Regions from separate parts of the Mus musculus genome. Here region 2 is linked to region 1. Evidence: chromatin contacts called from public Hi-C data. All regions are on one chromosome and are shown on one strand. The core of a region is the stretch at or near the end of the contact, and the rest is flanking DNA. Distances in the headings are between cores, read along the strand shown.

Region 1 (6,981 bases), core at 2,023-4,522:
ATTATGGAAATAGCACCATGATCTGTGGACAGTACAACATTAATAAAAGCAAGAAAAAATTAAAAGACCTTATGGTTAATTTAAATTATTGTAGGCAATTTACTTCTTGTGCTTTCTACCTGTTTCTAAAATCTGTGTGCTTTATTGCTTTTGATATAACACATTTATAATTGGTATAACACAATTTTAATTCTGGATCCTTCCCAGGACTCTTCTCTGATATCCTGTTGTCAGACTGAGTAATGGAGATCCTGCAGCTTTGGTTCAGCAGCATCAGCCCCTTCACGTGCTCCTGCAGCTCATAAATGGGGTAGATGTTGGGGTAGGCCAGTTCAAAGCCTGGATCTGGGCCTGGGCGGTAGCTGGGTTGGCCAGCCCACCAGCTCTCTCTCATCCAAATGTTGGAGACATTTTGTTATTTTTCTATGCAAATATTTACTAAAGGCCTTCCTCCTTTACTATTTATTTCAGAAGGTACAAGAATAGAGAAGTATACAGGATAGAATATGGGAGTATAAGTTTGACTATAGCAATGCACACTATGTATGTCTTGTTTGATGGTATATATAGACTTTTTAAAGTTCAGAGCATTTTGTGATTTGAGATTTTCTGAATAGGGATGTCCAATGTGTGTTAGGAAACATTACTAGAAAATAATAGTTAACATAATGGAAGCCATGCATTATGTGAACATCTGGCTTGTATTTGTATCCTGTATCTTTGGAAGTGATATAATATATAAATTTAAAATTCACACACTTTTAAAGCCAAGAATTCTATCTATGTATCTTTGTATCAAATTTGATCATCTAAAACTCTGATAAAAATCATTTGCTTTAAAATGTGTATGCTTGAATTAAGAGATGGTTATCCAGTTATTATTTTAAATTATGGAAATAGCACCATGATCTGTGGACAGTACAACATTAATAAAAGCAAGAAAAAATTAAAAGACCTTATGGTTAATTTAAATTATTGTAGGCAATTTACTTCTTGTGCTTTCTACCTGTTTCTAAAATCTGTGTGCTTTATTGCTTTTGATATAACACATTTAAAAAATAAGGCGAAATACCTGTACATGCAAGTTAGAAAATACCTGTTCAAACCACATGCTTTGGGGTTTTTTAAAACTAGCACAGAGACATCTAAGTGGATAAAAGCTTATAAAGTAAAAAATAAAGCAATTCTGTACAATATTTGTAAAGCATTCTAAAATTCATGATTTCAATTCAATAGATAAAATATTAACATGCTTTGTTTTATCAATGTATTTAGCTTAAGATCAGAAATGTCAAAGGCAGTGTTAATAACCATGTTTTCTGTGTGATACCCTAATTACACTTCAAGTAAAATGTACAAACTTGAAGACAACTTTAAATGAATTCCTAAAAGACAAATCCAAATATGGTAACAAGACAAATTGGAAAGGTAATAAAGGAGGCATGAGAATGCAATTCGAGGTAATGTCACAATAAAATTACTCTCCCTTATACCTCACATGGATATTCTAAGAGGTTTGGAAGCCTGAACTGAATGGGCATAGTAAAAATTAGAACACTTGTCAGTTTCAGAGCTCATCATCCTCTGTGGATTTTAGAAAGAAGGATTTATTCTGGGGCTTTGTTTTCTCTGAGCTGTACCTTGTAAATGAAAAGTACAACATGTGTATCTTCCATGCTGAGAAATAAACAGCAAGCTCACCCTCTGTAAACAGTAATCCAATATGCTACGCAAGGGTTACAGATGCATCCATTTAGATAAACAGTCAGAGGCCTTATTAATAATTAGTCCTTGTGCAAGAACTGTGGCGATCAATACTACACAGAAAAGTTTTTCTGTAACCACTATACTTTTTTCTGAGCCTAGGGCAGTGTCTGACACATAGGAGGAGGCCAACTGAGGTTTGTGAGTAAGTGAATCAGAGGACATTCTGCAAGTTTGGAAAGAGGAACTTACAGTGGCTCCTGATTTAGTTCTTTTGCAGTATGCAGAGTTGCTACAAGTCAGGTCATGTAGCTCAGTCCAGGTCAATGCGGGAAGTCAGGAAGGAGAGGCCAAGGCTTGACCTTGTGGCTTTGCCAGCTAACCCTCTCTTCTAGCTTTGTTTCCTTCTTGTGGAGAAGCAGATGTGCCTGCCTGATAGGGCAGATGCCTGAAAGCCCCAGGTCTGGAGGAGGTAACATCCTGGCCTCTCGTGCTTCCTGGGTGATTCATTAACCAGCTATGAGCACAAGATCTGTCAGTCACTTCCAGAAGCTCAGCCACATCAATGCTCTTGTGATAATGGGTTCAAGATCCAGAAAGTGCAACAACTCATGGCAAATTATTAAAAGCTATAACCTTGATGTAGTACATGCTTTGTAACGTTAAAACACGTTTTTTGACCGCCTTTCTATTCTATTCTTTTAGTTGCAGATGAACGTACTGGGTCAATTTGTCATTATAATAAAAGAGTTATCATATATGAATCAAACACAGGAACTACAGATCTCAATTCCTCTGATCTCAGAGGACAATGTATGTCATTTTATTCAAATTCTATATAGTCCTGCTTCCTATCATCCAATTGTACCTGTAGCTTCAAAATTGTTCTTCTTTGCTGTTATATCATGTTAAGTCTCTGCCTTGTTAAACAAACAAACAAACCAAAAAACCAACCAACCACACAAACAAACAAACAAACAAACAAAATCCTCTTCTAAAACCCATTCTCTTTTACAACTGTATATCTATTAAGGATGGCTCATATATGATCTTTGTCTTTTCTTCAGCCCTCTGCCAAGGTAGCTTGTGTATCGTCATTCTTTTGTGTCTCTTTTTCTCCAGTTTGTGGGAGCCATCACCTGCAAAGTCATATGCTCAGTTCTTACTGCATTTAAACTCTGTAGCCTTTCAAGCCAAATGCCTCTGCTGCTGCTCCTTCTTCTGCTTCTTCAAAATATTTTTTTTAAACAAATGTATTTATTTTTTATGAGCACTGATGTTTTGCCTGAATGTCTGTCTCTGTGCAGTGGTTACTGGAGTTACAGTTATACGCTGCAATGTGGGTGTTGGGACTTGAACCCAGGTTCTTTAGGAAGATGAGCCAGTGCTCTTAACCACTGAGCCATCTCTCCAACCTGCAAATGCTTCTTTCTGTCAAACTTTGTTCCTTTTTATCCCCACAGCTTCCTTTTATTTCTACTCTTATCTTTCTAAACACTATGTTGTGGTCGTCCCTGCAAGCATTAGATTTCTCATCTGCTTCTTAAGCACATTTCCATCACAGATCTCCTATCCTGTCATAGTAGATGCATTTATTTCACCCTGTCAGTGACTGCAGTTTCAATGCTACAGTCAGGCTTCACTATTTCAAGCATGACAACACCATTGTAAAAGTACAAGGGAAAGAATGTAAGAGAAAAATCACATTTTAGCTTTTGTGAAAAATGAAATACCATTGCACACAGTACTCCAAGGCATAGCTCACTGATAAACACTTAACTTTTAAAACTCTCTCAACGTCCTACTTCACTCTAGTCTTGTTTCCCCGCAACCCCTTCTTCCCTGGTTTCTGTATAGTTGTATCATCTGTTGTGTGCTAGTTTCTACTTTATCGTTCTTTGGCATGTACCCTTTATTCTTCAGCTTAGAAGACTGCTATAAATTTCATTTTGCCTTTAGTGTTTTTGAAATTTGGAGGCTTATCTATATATCTGAATGGAGTGATGAATGAACATTTCAGTTATATACTTTGACTTCTTTATGTCCTCAATGGTTGCTAGTGACACAACCAGTGCCACTTATTAAGTAAAATGTTATAACACTTACCATTACCCTTTATGTTGCCTTTAACCTTCACATACACCTTAGAAAAGATGGTGTAAGGAACTGAATACTTGTGCACCTTCCTGAAATTCTGTAATTCTGTCTCTGAATGTGGTGAGATTTTAGATGGAGCATACAACAGGTGATTTGGTTTAGATTGTGGTAAGGAGGGTGTGATCATAATGAGCTGAGTGTTCTTAGAATAACGCAGAGTTTTTCTGCCATGTTTAGACACAGAGGACAGGCAGCTGTCTGTACATCAGAAAGTGTCTTCACTAAAATTTGACTATACTAATACCTTGATCTCAGGATTTCAGTTTAGAGAACTGTGAGAAATCCATGGCTTATCATTTAAACCAAGCAAGCCACTCAATGTTACTTGTTGTGGTAACTTAAGAAGCTAAGGAAAAAAGTATCCCTCCTTCTTACATTTCTACCTTTTCAAAATTGTATTTTTAATTCTGTGTAGGTCTTTGTATCTATTTGTGGGTATGTATACATGAGTGAATGTGCCCACAGAGAGCAGGCACCAGGTCCTTTGAATGGGGCAATATAGGTGGTTTTGAATCGCCCACTATGGGTCCTTGAACTAATCTTGAGTCTTTTACAACAGCAGTATGTATCCTTAACTCCTGGGTAATCTATCCAGCTTATTGCCCCTAATATAAAAAGAAGCTGATCTTTCAGTGTGAATTGTTTGCTGTATATCACAGTTCCAGTAAATGACAAAAACAATAATCAAAACCATTGTAATTGTTTATTTTGACTACCTAATGGAGAAATGCAATGTGACTTTCTACATTCGATATAAATGAACAAAGGTCTTTTAATGATTGGGAATCTAATATATGCAATGAATTTTGTAATTGTTTTACTACTTTTTATTTTGGGCCCAAAGATAACAATACATCATTCTAGTAATCCACATTGCTTAATATTCTAAAGACAGTCATTGAGATATGTACCGACTAAAGTGATTAAATAGCGATTGGGGGGTGGGGTGAGATGGTTCCATAGACAAGCCTAGTCAAGGCTGAATTTTTATATCTCAGTTTTATCCCTGGAATTCACAGTGGAAGAAAAGAACTGATTCCAAATGCTGTCTTGTTACCTGCAAGAGTGTATTGTAGCTGGCATGCATGCTGCACATACGAACACACACATCATATATATATATATATATATATATATATATATATATATGTGTGTGTGTGTGTGTACATATACATATACAATTTGTTGTCCATTCACAATTCTAAAAATTTTAACTTGTAGCATCATATAACAAGGGTGGTAGTGGAATTTCCTGTCTTTAAAATTGGAAGCTTGATTAGATGGGCCAAATGTATTAGGGGCTATTCATCTGCAAGTAAGAGAACATTTCACCCTCTCAGGAGATTAATCAGCCTGAAAATTGAAATGTAACAGAAGCCAAAGTAGAGCATGTAAGAGAATCTATATATAGGCTGTGAGGATCTATCCTTCTGTGTGTTCTTTTCATGCTATGCTCAGGCTGGTGGCGTGAGGGGCTGGATTAGTTTTAGACAACCACATTGAGATGTGACAATGAACACAGGAAGATATGCAAGTCATTCCTTCTTAATTTTTTTTTCTTGAAAGGAAAATTCAGGAAATTTGCTCATATTTCTTTGGCTGCATCTGGGTAATGGAAAAATCGTTATAAACCAAGCTTAGTCAACATTTGATTGATAAAATGTTATGTGTCTCTGTGATAATAAACCAACTGCCACACGTGCATCACTTTATTAATTCCTTCATCCAAACATGCAAATGGCCAGTAGCTTTTTGTATTTGGTAAGAATCCTTTAAGTAAATATTATCCTCACTTTGAATAAAGAGTGTTGAGAAAGCCATCTGAAAGTTATATATTTGGCTGTGTGTAATGGTGTGAGAAAATTTGCTTGTCTGAGCTAAAAATTGAAATAGCATGTATTCGTCACAACAGAATCCAATCTAATAAACAAGCTCTAGTGCAGCACGCATGTGGGTTTTCTTGTTAACATCAAATGAGTGATGACCCAAGAAGTTTCACTTCCCTTAACTTACTCTAGAAGATAGTGTTAAGCATTTTGATTTCAAAGTGCTTTGGTTCAAGCATTTTGATTGGCCTTATTATTGTAGCATCGAGCAGCCATCTTAGAAAAGCAAACAGTGAGCTTCAGAGGCAGCTCATTAATTAGTAGGATCATACACTGCTCTTCCAGTGGGCATGAGTTCATCTCCCACTATCCACATAAGGTAGTTTAACTGCCCATAACTCTAGCTCCAAGGAGTCCAGCAGCCACTTCTAACCTTCGTGGGCACTCACATTCACACACAGAAGACTGTACATACAGATGGCATGCATTTTTTCTTGTTTCAATAGATATTCAAAGTGAGATATTGAAGGGAAACAGTTATCATTAAATACATATAAATACATAGAATTCAATGGCAAATAGTATCCATGTAACTGAGTAGTAAATAGATAACTGGATTTAATGAAACCGTTTTATAGGTGCTAAAGGAAGCAAGAGAAAGAAGACAAATCTGGAACCTGTAAGATCAGTGGAAGGCCATGCATGTTAAAGACAAAAGTGCACATGTAGTTTTGAGGGTGAAGCCAAAACAATACTACACTGTCTAACATAAGTTAAGCTAATTTAATCATAACCAATGAATTGCAATATACTGATAACAGACTTGGTACTGATATACATGTTAATAAATCTTATTATAGATTAAATGAATTATTGACAAAATGTATAAACAAAGTGAAATTGTTTGGGTTATCTTCAATTTTTATAGAATTACAATATAATTTACAGGATTAATATGTCAAGTAAATATAATTTCCTCTTTCCCTTATGATTTAATGAAATCTCTTCTTCTCATGGGTGAACTGAGTAATTATGCATTCCTGAATGGAAAAAAAATGTTTTCACAGAAATATTATTTTTTTCAGACTGTCTTAATTAGGGTTTATATTGCTTTGAAGAGACACCATGACCATGGCAACTCTTAGAAGGAGGAAAACAATTAATTGGAGCTGGTTTACAGGTTCAGAGTTTAGTAAATTACTGTCATGTTGGGAAGAATGGCAGACATGGTGCTGGAGAAGTAGCTGAGAGTCCCTCATCATGATCTGAAGGCTGCAGAAGGGGACTCTGTGCC
Region 2 (6,981 bases), core at 2,485-4,984, 110 kb after region 1:
TTTATTTTGGAGCGAGAAAGACCAAGGCAGAAATGTTTATTGTGTGGCTTGGTATTTCAATGTATACTATGCTTCAGTAGTGCATATGACTATATGGGAAGCATGCCTTTACTAATTATTATTATATATCATTAGTACTTGTGACATTTATGATCTAAATGACAGACCATTCTTTAGTCTCTAAGCTATTTACCTTGTGCTTCTTGCCTTCAAAAAACCCTGATCCAACTGGCACCTAGAAAAAAAGAAATCTACTCCAACACATAGTGGAACTATTTATTCAAAACTTCAGCACACGTTTCTTTAAGAGTTTTACATGTCACTGAAAGAGCCATGCTTCAGAAGGACGTACAAATTTAGAGTGATGATTAATATTAATTATAACTTAAATTATCACTTATTCACATCCTGTCAGGAGCTAATAAGCCCTCCACGAGAAATTCATTTTCATTGTCGTGTGTGATCCACACATGCCTGAGAGTTAATTCTTCCTCTTTCTGCATGTACTACTGAGGAATCTGAGACTCAAAGATGTTCAGAATCTTGTCAAAAAGTTCACATATAATTGGACCAGAGGTGTGGTACTTTAAATTTGGAAGTCCATGTTAAATCAAAAATGTGCATGTTTGACAGCAATAATTTCCCCACCATGATTCTGACATACTGAGTTGACAGAAAATAGTTTGACAAGAACTATATCAATCCCTTCCTGGCCCTCTTGGATTGGCCAGTTTATTATTGGGTGTGGTTAAAGAGATACTCCAATTATAGAGAAGCCCTAAACACATAACAAAACAGCTTGCTGTAGGCTCAACCAAAATTATTTCAATCAATTTTATTTCATGGTAAACTCAAATCTGTTTGTAAAGATTTGCAGATCAGCCCAAAAGAATTACCTTTCTAAATAAAACATAGACATTGAGTTTTGGGTTTGCCTTTTAATTCTTTTAACTAAATGTGGATACATAGACTTTTGATGGGAAAGAAATCTCTTTAGTTGACATTGTTGGTGAGGTCCTCTCCAGTTAAACAAAACTCTATTTTATTGAGGTTTTTGTTTGTTTATTATGTATTATTTTGTGGTATTTGTGTTTCTTGAAGCTGGTTCAAAAATAGCTCTTAGGATTTTTCTTATGTGCATAACATAAAGAATCCTAAATGATATTCGTAAAATACATAGTTCATGCCTCTGATAACAAAATGTATAAATGATAAGATTTCCTGGCACCATTATTTTAAGGGGATTCTCCATATTCGAGCTTAACAGCAGATCTAATATATACCCTGTCAGGGTTCCTCATCCTCTGAAATATTAGTATTTTGAATCAGATAGACATTTACAGTGCAGAAATGCTTCATGCATTATAAGACAGTTCATTGTGTCCAGCCCCCTCTCTCCAGATTTCTGTCTCTGTCTCTGTCTCTGCCTTCCTCTGTTTCTCTTCCTCTCTCTTCATTTCTCATTGGAATATCTTTCCAAGTTTGAGTCAAAATGATTAGTCTCTGTCTTTCTGTCTCTGGCTTATTTGATAAAACAATTTACAAAACTATATAGCAGGCTACATTTGGCTAGTGGTCTACATACATTCTCCCAATCTCAAAACTATAATTTATGAATGATTCATTCTGTCTCTCTTTGTCTCTCTGTCTCTGTCTCTGTGTGTCTCTCTCTCTATCCCCCCCCCCTCTCTCTCTCTCTCTCTCTCTGTGGGGGGGGGGCTTTTTCAGATAGAGTTTACATAGCCCAGGGTATCCTCACACCCAAGATCCTCTAGGCTCTGAGTCCCCAGTACTGAGCTCACATATATACACCATCATGCCCTGCTGCCCAATATTTCTGCACTTCTTATCTCTTTATTTTCAATGTGTTCTCCCCCTGAGTGTTTTAAGACATTTCTTAGCACCCCTCTTTCCTTTTCAGATCTGATTGTGTTCCTCTTTTAGTCAGTGTTCCTCATATACTGGTATTTATTGAGAAAAAAAAACGAAAATCTACTTTGCATTGCTTACACAGAAAACTTTAAGGAGTCTGGCCTAGACTTGTGCTTTGTTTTGCTCGCTGCTATTTCTATCTTTCCAGATGTATAGAATAAGTCTGTTTCCTCATTTGTGCTGGGAAAACCCTTATCTTTCTTAGTCAATTTTCAAGTCTCCATCAAAACATTACCTTCTCTACAATGCCTTCATTGATCTACAGACAGATGGTAACGCTCTGTCTTCTAGGCAGCCATTGCATTTGACACATGTTTCTAAGATCATAATATGTCTAGTTTCTAGATTGTGTTCTTGCTACCTGAAAGGTAACACTTTAAGGACAGAGGCTATACTGTTATCTGAATAATCTCAGGCCTACTACAGTGCTTACTATGAGGTACGTACTATTGAATATTGTTTGAATTAGCCATGAGGATAGAATAATAAAAACATGGTAGGAATGTTATGAATCAGTTAATTTCATTCATAAATTATAGTTTTGAGATTGGGAGAATGTATGTAGACCACTAGCCAAATGTAGCCCGCTATATAGTTTTGTAAATTGTTTTATCAAATAAGCCACAACATAATTCTTTTATAAATTATCTATGGCTACTTGAATGTCCCAGAGGCAGTTAGGTTATTGAAACAGGATCAAGAGGGCCCACAAGGAATGAAATATTACTCTATGACCCTTGGTAAAAACAGAGGCTGCCAATATCAGCTAAAAGGTAGTAGAATCCTCTATAGAACAGCTTTTTAAATACTTTTTCAAAGGGATATGTAATTTTATTTTTACACTTAGATAACAAAAAAGAGCTTCCTTAAATATTCAAATTTCATATCTTAAAGATGAAAACGGGCTAGCAAGATGGATCACTGAGTAAACTAGTGTCAGGGATATGAGTTTAATTCCAGGAATTCCAGAACACAAGAAAAAAAAAAAACGTATTGTGTCAAGTTGTCCTCTGATCTCCATAAGTGTACTGTGACACAACTGTGCCTGCACACATACCCCCAAATAAACAAAAATTAAACAAAATTTAAAGTTACAAACATATTTATTGTTTCTTATCCAGGGAAAAATGCAAATCACAAAGTCTTGAGCACGTATATATTTTAATATCTGCAGGGACTCCTAAAATAGATCCCCTAGGATACTAAATAAAATCATATTGTTATATAGTATAATTTTGCAATATAATTTATTCAATGCTACAATTATGATATTGGTAATGTAAAAAAATGCTGATCACCTCAACGAGTTGCTAGACGAATAAAAAAGCATACAGCACAAACAATGATACACCGTACTCTCGCAAAAAAAAAAAATTGTTCCCTCTATGAAATGCACATAATAGAAAGTACTAGCACAGTTTTTCCTGTTATGAAAATACACACAAAAATATATTTCCCATATATATATATATATATATATATACATACATATATAGAGGAAGTAGGTTCCTCACAAGCACATGGTTTTCCTTAACCTATGCATGCGCCATCAAATGAGAACTTTTAACCCAGAAGCCAGGTTATGTTTTGATTTTTTGCAACGGACTAAGAAAATGCATACTAAACTAAGACAGGATTTGGTTTGAGGACTAGAGAGCCAACTATGGAACACAAATGTGAAATCTGTTTGCCTCTGTTTCTGCCTAAGAGAGAAGGAAGTTTGTGACAAATGAGTGAACTGTGTAACGCTTCTTGTTTTTCCCTTGGCCGGCAGGGTGACTTCACCTGGAACAGCATGTCTGGTCGTAGCGTGCGCCTGAGGTCAGTCCCCATCCAGAGCCTCTCAGAGCTGGAGCGGGCACGACTGCAGGAAGTGGCTTTTTATCAGTTGCAGCAGGACTGTGACCTGGGCTGTCAGATCACCATCCCCAAAGGTAAGGCCCTGTTTGCATGATCTGCCTTTCTGTGGGGGGTCTGCCAGCCACCTGTTCTGCCAAAGCCACAGGCTGCACATTATTCTCACGGCTAGCATTAACACAGAGTGGAAACTACAGCTTCTTAGTGGATAGCTGGCATCCCTGCCCATTTTGAAAGACATGTACAAACAAGACAATGTACATGCTGGCTAAATATTTTTTAAAAAGGTTAACTGGGGGTTGGGGGAGGAAAGCCAGGCATAACTCAAAAGTTTTCATGGATTCACATCAACCAAGAAGAATGCTTATAGAAAGGTCAACTAAAAAGTTTGGAAGAAAAGCTGAGACAACTTGATTTCAAAATAACTATCTAGGAAGAATGTCTCAGATCTGTTATTAAGCTTGCAGGTTTGATCCCTTACACACTGAGAATCTGAAACATTATTGCCAAGAACTTCATTTGTAGCCAGTCTCGGTAGTATTTTGTTACTGTGACACTTGAGTCCAGGCACACTGCTTTCCTGGTACTTTAACACAAGGCCTGATTCCCACAGACCTGAGAAGAAGGGACCTGAATTCATTTAGTCCATAGAAAGCTGTCTCTGAATGATTACTGTCATCTGCAAAGGCAGTTTTTATAATTGCATGACAGAGAAAACTAACTTGAGGCAGAATGAAAAAAACTGTAATTTATTATTGAAACTATAGTAAACTTGTTCATAAAGAGTTTTGACCAGTGGGCTTAAAACAAAAAATGAAAGCAGAAGAATGTAGGCAAGTGTCTGGAAGGTAGACATGTTATTAATATTTATTCATCAGATAAGTACATGAATACATGCATATTCTACTTCATCTCAAAATTCCTCATAGGTTCCTGTGTAGAAGGCTTTATCTGTATTGCTGAGGTAAGGCTTTAGGGACGCCACGGGATTCCAGGGGCTCTGACTTTTATCAATAGGTTAACCCACTGACAAAATGCATGAAGGAGTGGATTGTCTGGAGGTGGTGAAAACTGGAGGGGATGGTACTTAGAGGGAAGAAACTGAGTCTAGTCCAAGCAAGGCCTCCTCTCTGACAGTCTGCCTACTTGCCATCATAAACCATGCAGTTTTGTTCTACCACAACGTGCCTCAAAATAAGCCCAGAAACAGGGGATCCAAGTGACCATGGACTAAAACTTGTAACACCATATATATGTATGCCTTTTAAATTGTTTATCTCGGATATTTAGTTGTATCCATACATTAACAGAAAAACAACTATCATAATATATAATGTGTATGTGTATGTGTATGTGTATGTGTGTGTGTGTGTGTGTGTGTGTGTGCACATGCACAGGTGCACGTGCATGCATGTACAATGTGGTTCTCAAGTAGAGCTGATCTTGCCTTTCATCTCCCAGAGGACATCTGCCAATTTCTGGCCATCCATTTGGCTGTCATACTTTGGGAGAAGGTTCTATTGTCATCAAGTGGGTTCAAGTCAGAAATATTGATAAATCACCTATAATACATATGACAACCTTCCTTCACTGTCATTATCAGGTCCCAAATATTCAGGACCTAGGCTAAGCCATTTCACCTTACATACAAGCATATGCTCAATATTCTTTCATTCATGGTGGTGATGGGTCTAGGCTTTGTTTTTGTTTATTTTGTTTTGCTTTTTGACTTGGGTGTACTAGTTTAGGAGTCTAAAGTCTAGAACCTAAGTACCCATCTTATCATCCCTCCATTCTCACACTAGCCATTTGAACTTAGGCAATTACCTTTGCAATAGAAAAGTTGGTTATTGACGCTACAAATAGGACAAATTTTGGAATACAGAGTTTGACATTGGATAGTGAGTCTCTGAGCCATGCTTTGCTTTTTCTTTAGGCTGAAATCTCTGATACTCTGTTGGAGGATGTGACAGAGTTCATAACCAATCTAGAGGGTGTCTACTGATGGGCAGAATGTAGATGTCAGTAACAGAAGTCATGGTTGTTTTGCTTTTTTCTTCTCCCCCATTGCCACGACATTTGTAGTTATCATTCCCATTCTCTGTCAATCCATTTCACATGAATCTCACACATAGATACCCTCCACACTGATGAGACGTTCTCCTGTACTTGCAGAACCTGTACTAGAGATGATAATGTCATGCTACTGTTTCATTTACAGCCAGGCTTTCTTGTCTTTCCTGGCCTTGCTTTCGGAGGGTATAGGAGAAGCTTATCTTTTTCCCACCCACTTAGCTCACAAGTGCCCTATGTAATCATCACCAATAGGACTATCTCCTTTTCATGAACACAAACATTCTTTGCATTCCTAAGAAAGTGGAAATTTTAGCAAACAGAGTTTATACTGAAGGACATGATAACTTTGAAAAGGCTTTGAATTTAATGCACATGAGATAAGCTATCAGGAAAGAGATTATTCTTTATAGCATTACTTTAAAATCTAGTTAATTTGATGTGTTTCCTTGTTCCTGATTTTGAAAGAGGCCATTAAAGTAAATACCATTACCTAATAGAACTGCTATAAAACTTGTCGGCTAGAGGCTTTGTCTATAACTATGTGGTTCCAAATCCCCTCAAGGAATGATTCATAATACTGAGCTGTTACAAAATTTTGCCAGGGCATGTGGGATATTTCCATACTTTCTATCAAAATAGGATTTAACAGTTTACAAATAAGTTTTATTATTTATGGAAGAGGGAAAAAGTTGTAAAGGGTTAGAATTTCTGGAAACATTGTTTGGGGTAGGTGATTTATAGATGTGGAATATCGGCTGAGCTTGTTTGAATGTGTGACAAGTGCCACACACTATAATAGCAGCTATAGACCGATGTGGCCACTTAATCCCCATGCATACCCCAAAGTAGACATTCTAAATAGCGTTATATTCACTGGGAAAGTAATTTCCCTGAGGGAGATAAGCACAACATCCAGGGTCTAGAACCTAAAGAAATGATACTATTCCTGATAAGATAGGAGACTCACTGGAAATGAAAACAATCAAACAAACATTTGCATTTCCCATCACTTGGGGATGATTGTGTAGGCTGATTTGTGGAGACTGGGGCTTCCTGGATTTAGATAAAGATACTCTGGCGTACTCCACAGCTTCAAAATTCATCAGAGAGAGGGAA

Evidence for each region. Hi-C and Micro-C count contacts between places; a contact is called where the count stands out from the background.
Region 2: a Hi-C map of the G1E-ER4 cell line shows a contact between it and region 1, with 3 times the contacts expected there. The contact joins two enhancer-like sites. A contact is called at or near these places in 4 of 484 Hi-C or Micro-C datasets (the G1E-ER4 cell line, the HL-1 cell line, LSK cells and 1 more) and 1 of 9 other capture datasets (pancreatic islet).

The regions. Positions count from the first base shown.
Region 1 is chrX:169,104,374-169,111,354 of GRCm38.p6, forward strand. The region is part of intron 1 of Arhgap6 (Rho GTPase activating protein 6); the gene reads left to right. Among named protein-coding and RNA genes, the nearest start is that of Amelx, 79 kb to the right of the region's middle. Within about 2 kb of position 3,273, at least 63 of the 459 cell types and tissues checked have an H3K27ac peak or open chromatin away from gene starts, as enhancers often do. A contact at or near this core is called in the G1E-ER4 cell line, where this site is marked.
Region 2 is chrX:169,216,492-169,223,472 of GRCm38.p6, forward strand. It overlaps Arhgap6 (Rho GTPase activating protein 6), which reads left to right. Exons shown (of 13, transcript NM_009707.4): 2 at 3,707-3,866. Among named protein-coding and RNA genes, the nearest start is that of Amelx, 33 kb to the left of the region's middle. Within about 2 kb of position 3,735, at least 8 of the 459 cell types and tissues checked have an H3K27ac peak or open chromatin away from gene starts, as enhancers often do. A contact at or near this core is called in the G1E-ER4 cell line, where this site is marked.